Regions from separate parts of the Canis lupus genome. Here region 1 is linked to region 2. Evidence: chromatin contacts called from public Hi-C data. All regions are on one chromosome and are shown on one strand. The core of a region is the stretch at or near the end of the contact, and the rest is flanking DNA. Distances in the headings are between cores, read along the strand shown. Region 1 holds the start of PRPF39 (pre-mRNA-processing factor 39). Region 2 holds the start of LOC119872819 (translation initiation factor IF-2-like).

The links. A called contact is a pair of places that touch in the nucleus more often than the background predicts.
Region 1: a Hi-C map of blood shows a contact between it and region 2, with 2.4 times the contacts expected there. The contact joins the promoter of PRPF39 here to the promoter of LOC119872819 in region 2. A contact is called at or near these places in 2 of 9 Hi-C or Micro-C datasets (both in blood).

What each region holds. Positions count from the first base shown.
Region 1 is chr8:22,730,268-22,737,170 of UU_Cfam_GSD_1.0, reverse strand. It overlaps PRPF39 (pre-mRNA-processing factor 39), which reads right to left and starts at 2,124. Exons shown (of 14, transcript XM_038544616.1): 1 at 1,966-2,124.
Region 2 is chr8:22,587,094-22,593,762 of UU_Cfam_GSD_1.0, reverse strand. LOC119872819 (translation initiation factor IF-2-like) reads left to right here and starts at 1,989. Exons shown (of 4, transcript XM_038544087.1): 1 at 1,989-2,084; 2 at 2,245-2,488; 3 at 2,561-3,075; 4 at 3,254-4,058. The coding sequence starts at 1,989. The coding sequence ends at 3,343. C8H14orf28 reads right to left here and starts at 2,960. Exons shown (of 5, transcript XM_038544600.1): 1 at 2,657-2,960.

The DNA of each region.
Region 1 (6,903 bases), core at 875-3,374, 140 kb before region 2:
TCTCCCTCTGCCTGTGTCTCTGCCTCTCTCTCTCTCTCTCTCTCTGTGACTATCATAAATAAATAAAAATGTAAAAATAAATAAATAAATAAATAAAAAATAAAAAATAAAAGCTACGTAGCAGAAAATGAATTAAAAATAAATAAATAAATAAATAAAAAATAAAAATAATCTCTAGGGCAGCCCGGGTGGCTCAGCGGTTTAGCGCCGCCTGCAGCCCAGGGCGTGATCCTGGAGACCCTGGATCGAGTCCCACGTCGGGCTCTCCGTATGATGCCTGCTTCTCCCTCTGCCTGTGTCTCTGCCTCTCTCTCTCTGTCTCTATGAATAAATAAATAAAATAAAAATCTAAAAAAAAAATAAAATAAAATAAAAATAATCTCTACAGCTAATGTGGGGCTCAAACTCATAACCCAGAGATCAAAAGTCACGTGCTCTCTTGATTAATCCTGCCAGGCGCCTCTGTTCTTTCTCTTTAAGACGCGTGTGCACACACACCTTTTATCATTTGATTTATAAAATTCTTTTTCTTACTCAACTATAGGTAAGCAAATAAAAATATTACCAAATACTCTGACACTAAAAAAAATTGTGCTTTCTAATTCTCACTTCAAATATCTCACACCACTTACTAACTACCTATCTTTGCTCAACCCCTAATTATTCCAGAGTTCACAATCCAGGAACTAGAGTTCTTTAGCAGAACTCCTTTCGTTCACGTTATCCCTACCAGAAGCTGAACAGTAGAAAGTTCCAACTTTTGCAACTCTAGAATAAGGTGATAAATGGGACAGAGAAAGGAGGGGGGGGGGGGGGGGCTTGTTTTTTTTTTAATCCAGTTAAGCTCTCAGAGAAACCAAAATACTTAGGTTCCCCAACATGAGCTTCATACTTCCCTGTATAAAATTTGCTTTAAGCTTCCAACCTTTCCAGCTGTAAAAAACAAAAAAAAAAAGTTTAAAGTATTTCTTTTTTTTTTTTTTTTGAGATTTATTTTTATTTATGATAGACAGAGAGAGAGAGAGAGACACAGGCAGAGGGAGAAGCAGGCTCCATGCAGGGAGCCCGACGCGGGACTCGATCCCGGGACCCCAGGATTGTGCCCTGGGCCAAAGGCAGGCGCAAAACCGCTGAGCCACCCAGGGATCCCAAGTTTAAAGTATTTCTGAACAGACTGGATCAGTTGCCAAATAACCTAAAGTCCTTAAAGGGAAGGCAACATAAACATCCAACTAAAAAGTAACAATATAATCCGCATAAAACCATACGGTATTACATGATCATCCATAACGCATGAAGAGCAGTACTACTTATTAAAGATGTGATTTCAGAGCGAGACAAACGCCAGTGTTGGCCTCTGATTGAAAACAGGCTCCTTTTAAGAGATCCTACCGGGACCTTTAATGTCTGTTTTTCTCGATTCTATCCTACGCTGCCAAAAGCCCTGGGCGACGCTGGCGGTGCTGTGACTCAGGGTCGCAACAGCGCGGCTGGGGCGGTCGGAACGCGGAACGCGCCACTACAAGGCGCCTCCAAGCTCTTACGAACAGAATCTGAATTCTCGCAGTCGTCTGCCGGCTACTATGGGGCCCCCTCCACTTCCAGTCGTCCCAGCACGCGGCCTTCCGGCTCCTGGCGAAGCTAGGGCTTCCCACGTAACCCCAACGCGCTCCCGAAGCCCAGGTGGAGGCCCACAGACACCCGCCCTTTATAAGGCGCACCCGTCAGAGAAACGTTTGGTCTAACTAAGAAAGGAAGCCTCGCCCTGCTCCACCCAACAGGTGGGAAGGAGAAAGGAAGGGACAGCTGGAAGCCGAGACCAGGCCAGGCCAGGCCTCAAGCGGGGCGGGGGCGGGGGCGGGAGCCGGAGGCCGCAACCCCAGCGCGGCCCGAAATCCGGCAGGCCCCTTCCTGCCCCGCAAACCACCCCCTCCAGCCAGTTCCAAGACGCCCGCCCCAGCCCACCTGACGACGGATGCCACTCAATGCCATGAGCCGCAGTCTGGGCCAACCGAGCCGAAGATGGCACTTCCCCCGTCTCCGTCCCGCAGCAGCCGCCACCAGCACCACGACCGCCTCGTCGGGAGCGCTTCGCGCATGCGCCGCTGGCCCGGGCGGCGAAGGAGTCACGTGGTGGCGCTGCGCTCGGGCCTCGCCCTCCGCGGGATCCTGGGCCCCGGCCCCGCCCCCGGCCCCGCCCTCGGCCCCGCCCCCGGCCCCGCCCTCGGCCCCGCCCCGGGCCCGCGGTGCCGCTGCCCGCCGTTTGCTCCGCTCCGCGGCGACTTTCTAAGCGAAAAGACAAGTGTTTAGGGCCTCTTACATCCTCGATCTTAACCGTAGACGGCGCCTCACCCCCCTCAGAGAAAACTATCGTGGTCTTATGGAGCAAACCGAAGGTTTTCCCAACGACTGCCCAGGTCTTACCCCTCCACCTGAACATGAGCAAAAATTCATCCTTAAATCTCCATTCTTCGGGATGATACAGATCTTGGGTCCTCCCAGGTTTCCTCAAGAGGAAACATCAAAAACAAACAAAAGAGAGGAAACCGTAGTGAAAACAAATGAGGGGCTTGGGGACGTGATCATTTAAAGAATATATAGGGACGCCCCGGTGGCTCAGCGGTTTAGCGCCTGCCTTCTTCAGCCCAGGGCGTGACCCTGGAGACCCGGGATCGAGTCCCCTGTCCCGCCCCCTGTGCTCTCTCTGTGTCTCTCATGAATAAATAAAATCTTTAAAAATAAATAAAAGAATATATAAAATGAGTGAAGGCTTCTTGCATTGACAGACTTAGCCATCCTCTTCAGTTACATTCCCATCTTCATTTTTTTTTTTAAGATTTTATTTATTTGTTCATGAGAGACACACAGACAGAGGCAGAGACACAGGCAGAGGGAGAAAGTAGACTCCCTGTGGGGATCCTGATGTGGGACTCCATCCCAGGACCCTAGGATCATCACGACCTGATCCAAAGGCAGACACACTCAACCACTGAGCCACCCAGGCGGCCTACTTACCGTCTTTTCTAAACTTACAGCAGAATCAGATTTCAGCATATTGTGGAGGCCAATTATAATGTCAAACCTGTACAGTGGGATTTATGTAGGAAGACAGTTGAAACTTTACAAATTTATGTTGACAAAAATATGAAGAATACATGAGAAATTTCATTGAGTGCTAGACTGAGGAGGAAATGATTTTAGGTTAGACTATATATATGCAATATGTATATTTGTAATATTACATATTAACATATACATATATATGTATGTATAAATTCAATATGCTAGCTTAAATAGCCAGGAATGGTACTAACTGTTTGTTCTATAGGAGTGTTAGCATGAACTACTGATGAACAACTTTCCACTCATCTATAACTATGTATCCTAGGAGTGCCAGGTACACTCCCTTCACCAAGATTTAAGAAACACACCGGTGAAGGGACAGCATCTTTGGAAAGTACTACAACTTATGATGGTTCAACTTAATTTTTCGACTTCAAAGTGGTACAAGAGTGATTAAGCACACACAGCCACTCAATCATGAGGGTAAACAACCAACCTAAAACCATTCTGTACCCATACACCCATTCTGTTTTTTCATTTTCAGTATGGTATTCAATAAATTTCATGATATATTTAACACTTTATTATAAAACAGGCTTTGTGTTAGATGATTTTCCCCAGCTATAGGCTGGTGTAAGTTTCCTGAGCATGTTAAAGTTAGTCTAGGCTAAGCTATGATGTTTGATAGGTTAGGTGTATTAAACACATTTCCAACTTACATTTTCAACTCACAATGGATTTATTAGGACATATCCCCATCATAAGTCAAGGAAGATTATATAGTGGTTATTCTCTGTGGCTAGAGGATGCTAGAGTAGTCTTCTGTTGATATAGGTGCCATGATTTCAATGGTGATACAAAGGTTCCTAGATGGCAGAGAACTCAATTATTAGTGGCAAAGAAGTATGATAAGGATAATAGGGAGCAGAGCTTTGTGGTAATTGAATGGTCTGACCAGTAGGGACATTTAGCAATATCTAATTGATCAAAACAGATGATTAAAATACTAAGGTCTTGGTTGTTTTATAATTTTAAAAACCCTCTAGCGAGGAGAGTCACAGGGCAGCCCTGGTGGTCCAATGGTTTAGTGCTGCCTTCAGCCCAGGGCTTGATCCTGGAGACCTGAGATTGAGTCCCGCGTCAGGCTCCCTGTGTGGAGCCTGCTTCTCCCTCTGCCTGTGTCTCTGCCTCTCTCTCTCTCTGTCTCTCATGAATAAATAAAAATAAAATATATATAAAAAAAGTGTCACAACTTTCACCCCTTGAAATAAGAGAAGGGTGGGGCGCCTGGGTGGCTTAGATTTAGGTGATTCTCTCCCCTCAGCTCAGGTCATGGTCCCAGGGTCCGAGGATGGAGCCCCCCATTTAGCTGACTCTGTTCAGTGGAGAGCCAGCTTCTCCCTCTGCCCTCCCCCCACTCCCTGCTGCTTCTCCTTCTGCCCTACCCCCTTTACTGTGCTTGTGCTACCTCAAATAAGTAAATAAAATCTAAAAAAAAAAAAAAAGAAAAGAAAAAAGAAAAGGGCAAGTAATCTTTTTTTTTTACATGTTCCATATTGTGTATTATTTCTTTTTTTTTAATTTATTTTTTATTGGTGTTCAATTTACTAACATACAGAATAACCCCCAGTGCCCGTCACCCATTCACCCCCACCCCCCGCCCTCCTCCCCTTCCACCACCCCTAGTTCGTTTCCCAGAGTTAGCAGTCTTTACGTTCTGTCTCCCTTTCTGATAGTTCCCACACATTTCTTCTCCCTTCCCTTATTTTCCCTTTCACTATTATTTATATTCCCCAAATGAATGAGAACATATAATGTTTGTCCTTCACCGACTGACTTACTTCACTCAGCATAATACCCTCCAGTTCCATCCACGTTGAAGCAAATGGTGGGTATTTGTCATTTCTAATAGCTGAGTAATATTCCATTGTATACATAAACCACATCTTCTTTATCCATTCATCTTTCGTTGGACACCGAGGCTCCTTCCACAGTTTGGCTATTGTGGCCATTGATGCTATAAACATCGGGGTGCAGGTGTCCCGGCGTTTCACTGCATCTGTATCTTTGGGGTAAATCCCCAACGGTGCAATTGCTGGGTCGTAGGGCAGGTCTATTTTTAACTCTTTGAGGAACCTCCACACAGTTTTCCAGAGTGGCTGCACCAGTTCACATTCCCACCAACAGTGTAAGAGGGTTCCCTTTTCTCCACATCCTCTCCAACATTTGTTGTTTCCTGCCTTGTTAATTTGCCCCATTCTCACCGGTGTGAGGTGGTATCTCATTGTGGTTTTGATTTGTATTTCCCTGATGGCAAGTGATGCAGAGCATTTTCTCATATGCATGTTGCCCATGTCTATGTCTTCCTCTGTGAGATTTCTCTTCATGTCTTTTGCCCATTTCATGATTGGATTGTTTGTTTCTTTGGTGTTGAGTTTAATAAGTTCTTTATAGATCTTGGAAACTAGCCCTTTATCTGATATGTCATTTGCAAATATCTTCTCCCATTCTGTAGGTTGTCTTTGAGTTTTGTTGACTGTATCCTTTGCTGTGCAAAAGCTTCTTATCTTGATGAAGTCCCAATAGTTCATTTTTGCTTTTGTTTCTTTTGCCTTCGTGGATGTACCTTGCAAGAAGTTACTGTGGCCGAGTTCAAAAAGGGTGTTGCCTGTGTTCTCCTCTAGGATTTTGATGGAATCTTGTCTCACATTTAGATCTTTCATCCATTTTGAGTTTATCTTTGTGTATGGTGCAAGAGAGTGGTCTAGTTTCATTCTTCTGCATGTGGATGTCCAATTTTCCCAGCACCATTTATTGAAGAGACTGTCTTTCTTCCAATGGATAGTCTTTCCTCCTTTATCGAATATCAGTTGCCCATAAAGTTCAGGGTCCACTTCTGGATTCTCTATTCTGTTCCACTGATCTATGTGTCTGTTTTTGTGCCAGTACCACACTGTCTTGATGACCACAGCTTTGTAGTACAACCTGAAATCTGGCATTGTGATGCCCCCAGATATGGTTTTCTTTTTTAAAATTCCCCTGGCTATTCGGGGTCTTTTCTGATTCCACACAAATCTTAAAATAATTTGTTCTAACTCTCTGAAGAAAGTCCATGGTATTTTGATAGGGATTGCATTAAACATGTATATTGCCCTGGGTAACATTGACATTTTCACAATATTAATTCTGCCAATCCATGAGCATGGAATATTTTTCCATCTCTTTGTGTCTTCCTCAATTTCTTTCAGAAGTGTCCTATAGTTTTGAGGGTATAGATCCTTTACATCTTTGGTTAGGTTTATTCCTAGGTATCTTATGCTTTTGGGTGCAATTGTAAATGGGATTGACTCCTTAATTTCTCTTTCTTCAGTCTCATTGTTAGTGTATAGAAATGCCACTGACTTCTGGGCATTGATTTTGTATCCTGCCACGCTACCGAATTGCTGTATGAGTTCTAGCAATCTTGGGGTGGAGACTTTTGGGTTTTCTATGTAGAGTATCATGTCATCGGCAAAGAGGGAGAGTTTGACTTCTTCTTTGCCAATTTGAATGCCTTTAATGTCTTTTTGTTGTCTGATTGCTGAGGCTAGGACTTCCAGTACTATGTTGAACAGCAGTGGTGAGAGTGGACATCCCTGTCTTGTTCCTGATCTTAGGGGAAAGGCTCCCAGTGCTTCCTCATTGAGAATGATATTTGCTGTGTGCTTTTCATAGATGGCTTTTAAGATGTCGAGGAATGTTCCCTCTATCCCTACACTCTGAAGAGTTTTGATCAGAAATGGATGCTGTATTTTGTCAAATGCTTTCTCTGCATCTAATGAGAGGATCCTATGGTTCTTG
Region 2 (6,669 bases), core at 740-3,239:
AGAACATGTAAATTTGTGATTTCATATGCACTCATAAATGCATGAGATATGTTTAAATGAAAACAAAGCTATATAAAGATTCAAATTAGGGGTGCCTGGCAGGTTCAGTTGGTAGAGCTTGTGATTCCTGATCTCCCGGCTGTAAGTCTGAGCTTCATGTTGGGTATAGAGATGACTTAAATATAAAATCGTTAAAAAAAAAAAAAAAATTCAAATTAAATTTGGTTAGAAGGTCTACCAATATAACGAAAAAATTTAAAGTGATTCAAGCTGAGCCTTTTTTTTTGCAATATGCATGGCCTCTGGAAAGACCACTTAAGAAGCGCAATCTTTTTTGAGGTGCAGGATGAGCATTTGACAGACTTTTATACTAATTATATCTTATATAATTTTATCTGTGACATAGGAAGACCCTGAAATAAAAAATCCTAAATAAAAACAGAGCTATTTGAAGATGCAATCTAAATTTGGTCGGGCGCATTCCTCATGTAAAACCTCCTTAGCTCTTCAAAATACAAGCTGTGCTTCATTTCCTTTTTAATATACATGATTCCACTTATGAAAATGCTATAATGGAATTCTTAGCTGGGCTACAGAATAATGGCCAATTATCTTTGAAAGACCACATATGAAAAGTAATCCAGAGTACTTAACTGAATAGTGCCCAGTTGATACAAAAATCATTTCTATGCACTTTGGGATTTTTCATTTACAGTTTAGGACTATTCTGGATATTCTATTTTAACTATAGAGGCCCTGCTGTGAAGATCTGACTTGGTAAGTAATCTGATTCCCCTCTTTGTATGTTTTGGGAACGAATGGGGGTGTCCTCCTTATTTAAACTATTTATCCTTCTCCTAACCTTGAAGTTAGCTAAGCAATTTGTTTTTAGTCACTGAGAGTATTCTAGTAACACGTTCAGGTCATGTGTAGTATACAAAGCAAAATTGTACAAAGTTAAAGAATGAGGTCCTAATGAAACTGAATTGAAAATACGGCTTTACTTGAGATAATAACTGCCTAAACTAAAAACATCATAGGGTTCCTCAATGTTGCTTCTATGGAAAAGTATATTTTCATGAAAAAGAAAAGCAGGCACAACATAAATCCAATATTCAGAAGTGCAGACCTCTGTGTTTTTGTGTAAGAAATGAAGTTCACAGAGTACAGACTTGCAGAATCACTATGTTGTGCACCTGAAACTAATGTAACATTGTGTTAACTACCGTTAAAAAAAAAAAACCAAAAAACTGTTTTTACACTTTAAATAAATTTAAACCGATTTTACAATACTAGCCGACTAAAAGTTCAGTTCTACAATATAGACAACGCGGGCGCACGCACACACAGTATTTTCAGCTTGAGGCAAGATACTGTGGGCTCTAAAATATTCAACACTATATTTAGTCTTCAGTGTAGCTGTTTATTCATAGTCAGTAACGTGCTGGCTCTAGTCAACCATTTCGGAATAAGAGGGCGTGGCAAATCTGGAGCCTTAGGCAAACACCAACTGTTTCTTAATGTTTTTGGAGATTTTTCAAAAATCCCATGGCATTCAAATGCTTTAAAAATGAAAATAACTTTCTTCATGGTTTCCTTTATTTCTGTGTAATTTTAAAAAACTTTGTAGCAAGGTCACAAGCCTGAGCTCAGATTCCCAAATGTTGCCCTGGGAAGGAATCGTAAATCTCTGCACTGTTTTTCTTCAAACCATCTTTTAGACATGACCGAATAAAGAATAACTACAGCAATGGATATACTTAAGAAAGGCAAACTACAATTTTATGTATACTTATATATATATATATATCTGTAAAACGAAACTAACTTCTTTAGCCTTTTTGGGGGGGAGGGGGAAGGGAAAGACAGGGGTAGAGAGGACTGGAAGAACTAGAGGACACTTAATCGTTTCAGCATTAAGGTGGTGATTTGTTACAAAGAAAATTACAACAAAAATGAGTAAAAAAAAAAAAAAAAAAAGTGGGGAAATGGCTGCCAAGAGCTTCACTAAAAATTGTTTTAGGATTTCACCACACCGTCGAAAAAGACTTTGGTTAAGCACTGTATCAGAAGCCCTGGAGGAGGTATGCTGCTGGCATCGCTGTCGGGATTCAACAGGCCCTCCAGTTTAAGTAAGCCAGGAAGACTCCACCGACCTCTATTTCCTTGGCAAAACGACACCTTTCTTTTGCGGTCATTTTCAAGGGTGACAGCGGTCGTGAGAACCTGGACCGCTCGCCCTAGGCACAGAACGCTGCACTCCCTAAGAGCTCGGCGGTCCTAAGGGTCCTCTCTGGAATCACACCCCGAGATAGCCTGGAAAAGGGCCACGCGCTCCCCCGTGAAGCTGCACGCGGCTTCGCGGCCGGGACCGGCTGGCCGCGCGGTGGGCGCCCGCCTCCGGCCCCCGCGCTCGGGCCACGCCTACCCCGCCCCCGGCCCTCTGCGCTAGCCAAGGCCCGGCACCTGGGCTGGCCCCGCAAGGCTGGCGGGCCCCCGAGCCCCGAGCAGGTGAAACGGCTGGGCGGCCTTGCCCGCGTCCAGGTAAGGGTCCCCTAAGCGCCTGGGACTGCGGGCGCTGGGCGGCAGAGCCGGGCCGCGGAAGGCGTCCGCACACCGGCCAGTCTCCGTCCACCAGGAAGCCGACTTCTCGTACCTCCCCGGGGACCGAAAACCGCCGGTGCCGCCGCACCCGTCGCCGCCGCCGCTTGCTCATGGAGAGCCCGTGCCGCCGCCGCCGCCGCCTCATCTACTAGCACCGTCCGCTGTCTGGGCCTCCCCGGCGTGAGTGCTGGGCTCTGGCACGGCCTCCATCGCACCCGCCGCGGCGGGAGCCACAGCAGCTCCACCGCCCAGGCCGGATCCGACCCGACCCACGGAGCCAGGACCGCAGGACGCGTAGCTTCTTATTACGGAGGAAGATTCGGCCTGACCTCCTCCGGCCCCCTCCCCCCAGCCCCTAGTACCCAGCCGCCTGACGGCGCTGCTGCGCAGGCGCGAAGACGCCCCTGCCAAACGTGCGTGTGTCGGGGGTGTATACAGCATCCAGATTCGCCCAATGGGAGCCAAGATCAGGTGCGGGGGGGCGGGACCTCACGGAGAGGGGCGGCGTTCCAGTGTCAGAGGGTGGGTGGGTGGGTGGGGCAGCCGGAAGTGGGCCGGGCTTGCGTGGAGGCGGAGCTCTGTTGGCAAACCTGCTTGGCTGTTTTGAGGTTTGTATCCTTTGAGGACCTTGGTTTTCGTTTGCTTCTAGGTCTTGTCTTCTTATGGGCTTAACTCAGAAGGGAAAGCTTCGTTTTCCCAGCAAATTTTAACTATGCAAGCTTTTGATGTAAGTATGTAGTTAAGAAGAGGTGAATCAGTTAGTGGGTTAATGCCTCTCTTTAGTGTTCATAATTTGGCGAGGGTGCTGTAATTTACAGGAAGTTAATAACGTGGAGAGACATCAGGTTGCTTTAGCCCCACTGTGGAGACGAAAACACTTGAGTGTCGGAAATGCTCAAGTACCACACATTAGGTGATGGCTGGGAATTGAAGCCAGAGCTGCTTAGTGCTGGAGTCCGTGGGCTCAACCACTGTTCCATTCAGTAAGCCCTAGTTCTTGTATCCTCGCTTAAAGGGTCGGAGCTTATATGGCTTAGCTCCTGGAGAACCCAGGCCACCCTGGAAAACTACCTTACCCCCCATTACAAATGCAGATACTGTTGAGATATCACCCATCCAACTGTTCAACGAATAATGGTTGTCTGGAAAGTGAAACCCAACCCCCAGAACATGCAATACGGAGAGCTCAAGGCCCGCCCAACACCTCACTGGGCTCCTCGGTCACCGCTGAGTCTGGTGGGCCTCTTGACTAGTGTGATGGTCGGTCAGGGCGCTGACAAGGACCTTCCTTGTGGACCTCTCTCAAAGAGTCTAGTGACAGAGGAGTGGAGGGTACAAGTTTGGCTTTCTCAAGATTATTACTGCAGGTGGTGATAGGAAGAAATGGACATCGCTCAGAGGAGGAGGAAAGAGGCTCTGCCCAAAAGGGAAGAATTAATAATTCTGGCACAGTCTGTTGTTTTTAGTTTCTCTGTTTTTCTTCTTTCTTACGGCATTTCACAGATGAAGAAACTGAGGTTCTGTGTGATTAAACGACTAGTGTGTCTGTATTGGAATTTACATGCAAAAACTTTAGTCTCAACATTAAAACTATTCTGCAAGTAGAACACCCTTGAAAAATGTTTTAAAATGTGGATTATATGCTCAATTGATAATCTTTCACAAGACGTGGAAATTAATTTTATACTGATTGGGTTATTCTCTTCCTGAAAACAAAACCCAATAGTGGTGGTTGTCACCATTTCTGGAGAATAGCAGAAACGTGACTCATGCTGAAGCTTAGCTAGGCGAGGGAAGCATGGATTCTTTGCATACTTGGGTAATTCACAAACCTCACTGAAGCCTTTAACCGAGATTTCCATTCCGCTTCCCCTGTGCTCCTCTTAAAATCTGACAAGCTGAGTTGCAGGGCTTTTTTTTTTTTTTTTTTAAGATTTTATTTATTCATGAGAGACACACACACACACAGAGAGGCAGAGACAACAGGCAGAGGGAGAAGCAGGCTCCATGCAGGGAGCCCGACGTGGGACTCGATCTTGAGTCTCCAGGATCGCGCCCCGGGCTGAAGGCGGCGCTAAGGCACTGAGCCACCCGGGCTGCCCAGGGCCTTTTTTTTTTTTAAAGACAGCTTAATTAAGGTATAATTGACATGTAATATGTGGAGCATATCTAAAGTATGTAATTGTGAAGTTTTGAGGTATATATCCCTTATATATAAGTCAAGTGAATAGATCTATCATCCTCAAGTTTCCTTATGCCCCATTGTAGTTTCTTTCTTGCATTCCTCCTTACCTCCCACACCTAAGCAACCACTGATCTAATTTCTGTCATTATACACTCATTTGCATTTTCTAAAGATTTATGTAAGTAGAATCAGACGGGTTTTTTTTTTGGGGGGGGGCCTAGTCTCTTTTGCTCAGTATCACTATCTCAACATTTGTCCATATTGTTCTGTATACCAATAGTTCATTCCTTTTTATTGCTGAGTGTATTCCATTATATGGTTGTACTGCAACTTACCCACTCATCTGTTGGTAGACATTTGGGTTGTGTCTAGTTTGGGGCTATTACCAATAAAGCTGCTATGAACATTTGTGTACAAGTCTTTGTGTGGACATACATTTCCTTTTTTCTTGGGTAAAAATCTAGAAGTGGAATGGTTGGGTCTTATGGTAGATATATATATTTTTTAAAATTGCTAAATGGTTTTCCAGAGTGGTTGAACTACTTTACATTCCCATCAAGACTGTATTCAGAGTTCCATTTCCCGCACATCCTCACCAATATTTGGTATGATCATTTTTAACTTTAGCCATGCTAATAGGTGTGCAGTGGTATCTTGTGGTATTAAAGGAGTTTTCCTAATGACTGATGATATTAAATATCTTTTTTATGTGCTTATTCACTATCTGTATATCTTTTGGTGAAGCACCTGTTTAGATCTTTGTTCCATTTAAAAAAATTGGGTGGTTGTTTTTGTCTTGAGCGTTCTTTATATGTTCTGGAATATATCTAATATATTCTTTACTAGATATATGCTTTGCAAAGATTTTATTACAGTATGTGGCTGGTCTTTTTGTTTTCAACAAGAATTTTGAAGAACAGAAGTTTTAAATTTTAATAAAGTCCAATCTGTTCTTTTATGGATTGTGCTTTTAGTGTCATTTCTAAAAAATTTTTGCCAACTCTAAGTTCACAAAGACCTTTTACTATGTTTTCTTCTAGAAGTTTTATAGTTTAGGCTGTATATTTAGGTTTATGATGCATTTTGAGTTACTTTTTTTAATGGTTTAAGACATGGATTCCAGTTCATATTTGTTACATATGGATATCCAGTTGTTCCAGCAATATTTCTTAAAAGGCTATTCTTTTTCCACTATTCTGTTTCTCTGCTTTTGTCAAAAGTTAGTTGTTCAATATCCTTTTTAAACATTTCATATTTATTCATCACCACTATATGTCAAACTGTGTGCTAACGCTGGAGATATGTATCAGTAAGTGTTCTTTGGTTGCAGAAACTAGAGATCAAATATTCCTAACTTAAATAAAATAGAAATTTATTAGAAGGATGTGAAGAATTAAAGGAAAAGTTGAGCAATTGGATCTCAGCTGACCTGATTGACCGGAAGGCAGATACTTCCACTAAGGACAGTAAGATCCTATTAACAAAAGAAGAGGGAATGGTGGTGGGCAGATATCTTCTGTAGCAGTGCTTCCCAACACTTTTTACACCCCTACATGATAAATGATCAGCTTGGGCAGTGTAGGAGGGTAAACTGGTGGAGATTAGGAGGTGTCTAAATTGGGCATGGTGAAAAAATCCATCACATTTTCTTTATATAATGTAAGAAAAAGGCAAGTATTAGGGAGATATGAAATATTGAATTTATATAAAACTTCTCAATAAAATATATTTAAAAATTTTATGAGAAATTTGAACTTGTTTCCATGATACAATTTTTATTTCAAGCCTTTATCCAAACTTAATTATGATAATATGTTAGGAAAAGTGCATATATCGTAATTATGTAGCTTAAAGAATTTTTATTTTATTTTTAAATTTAT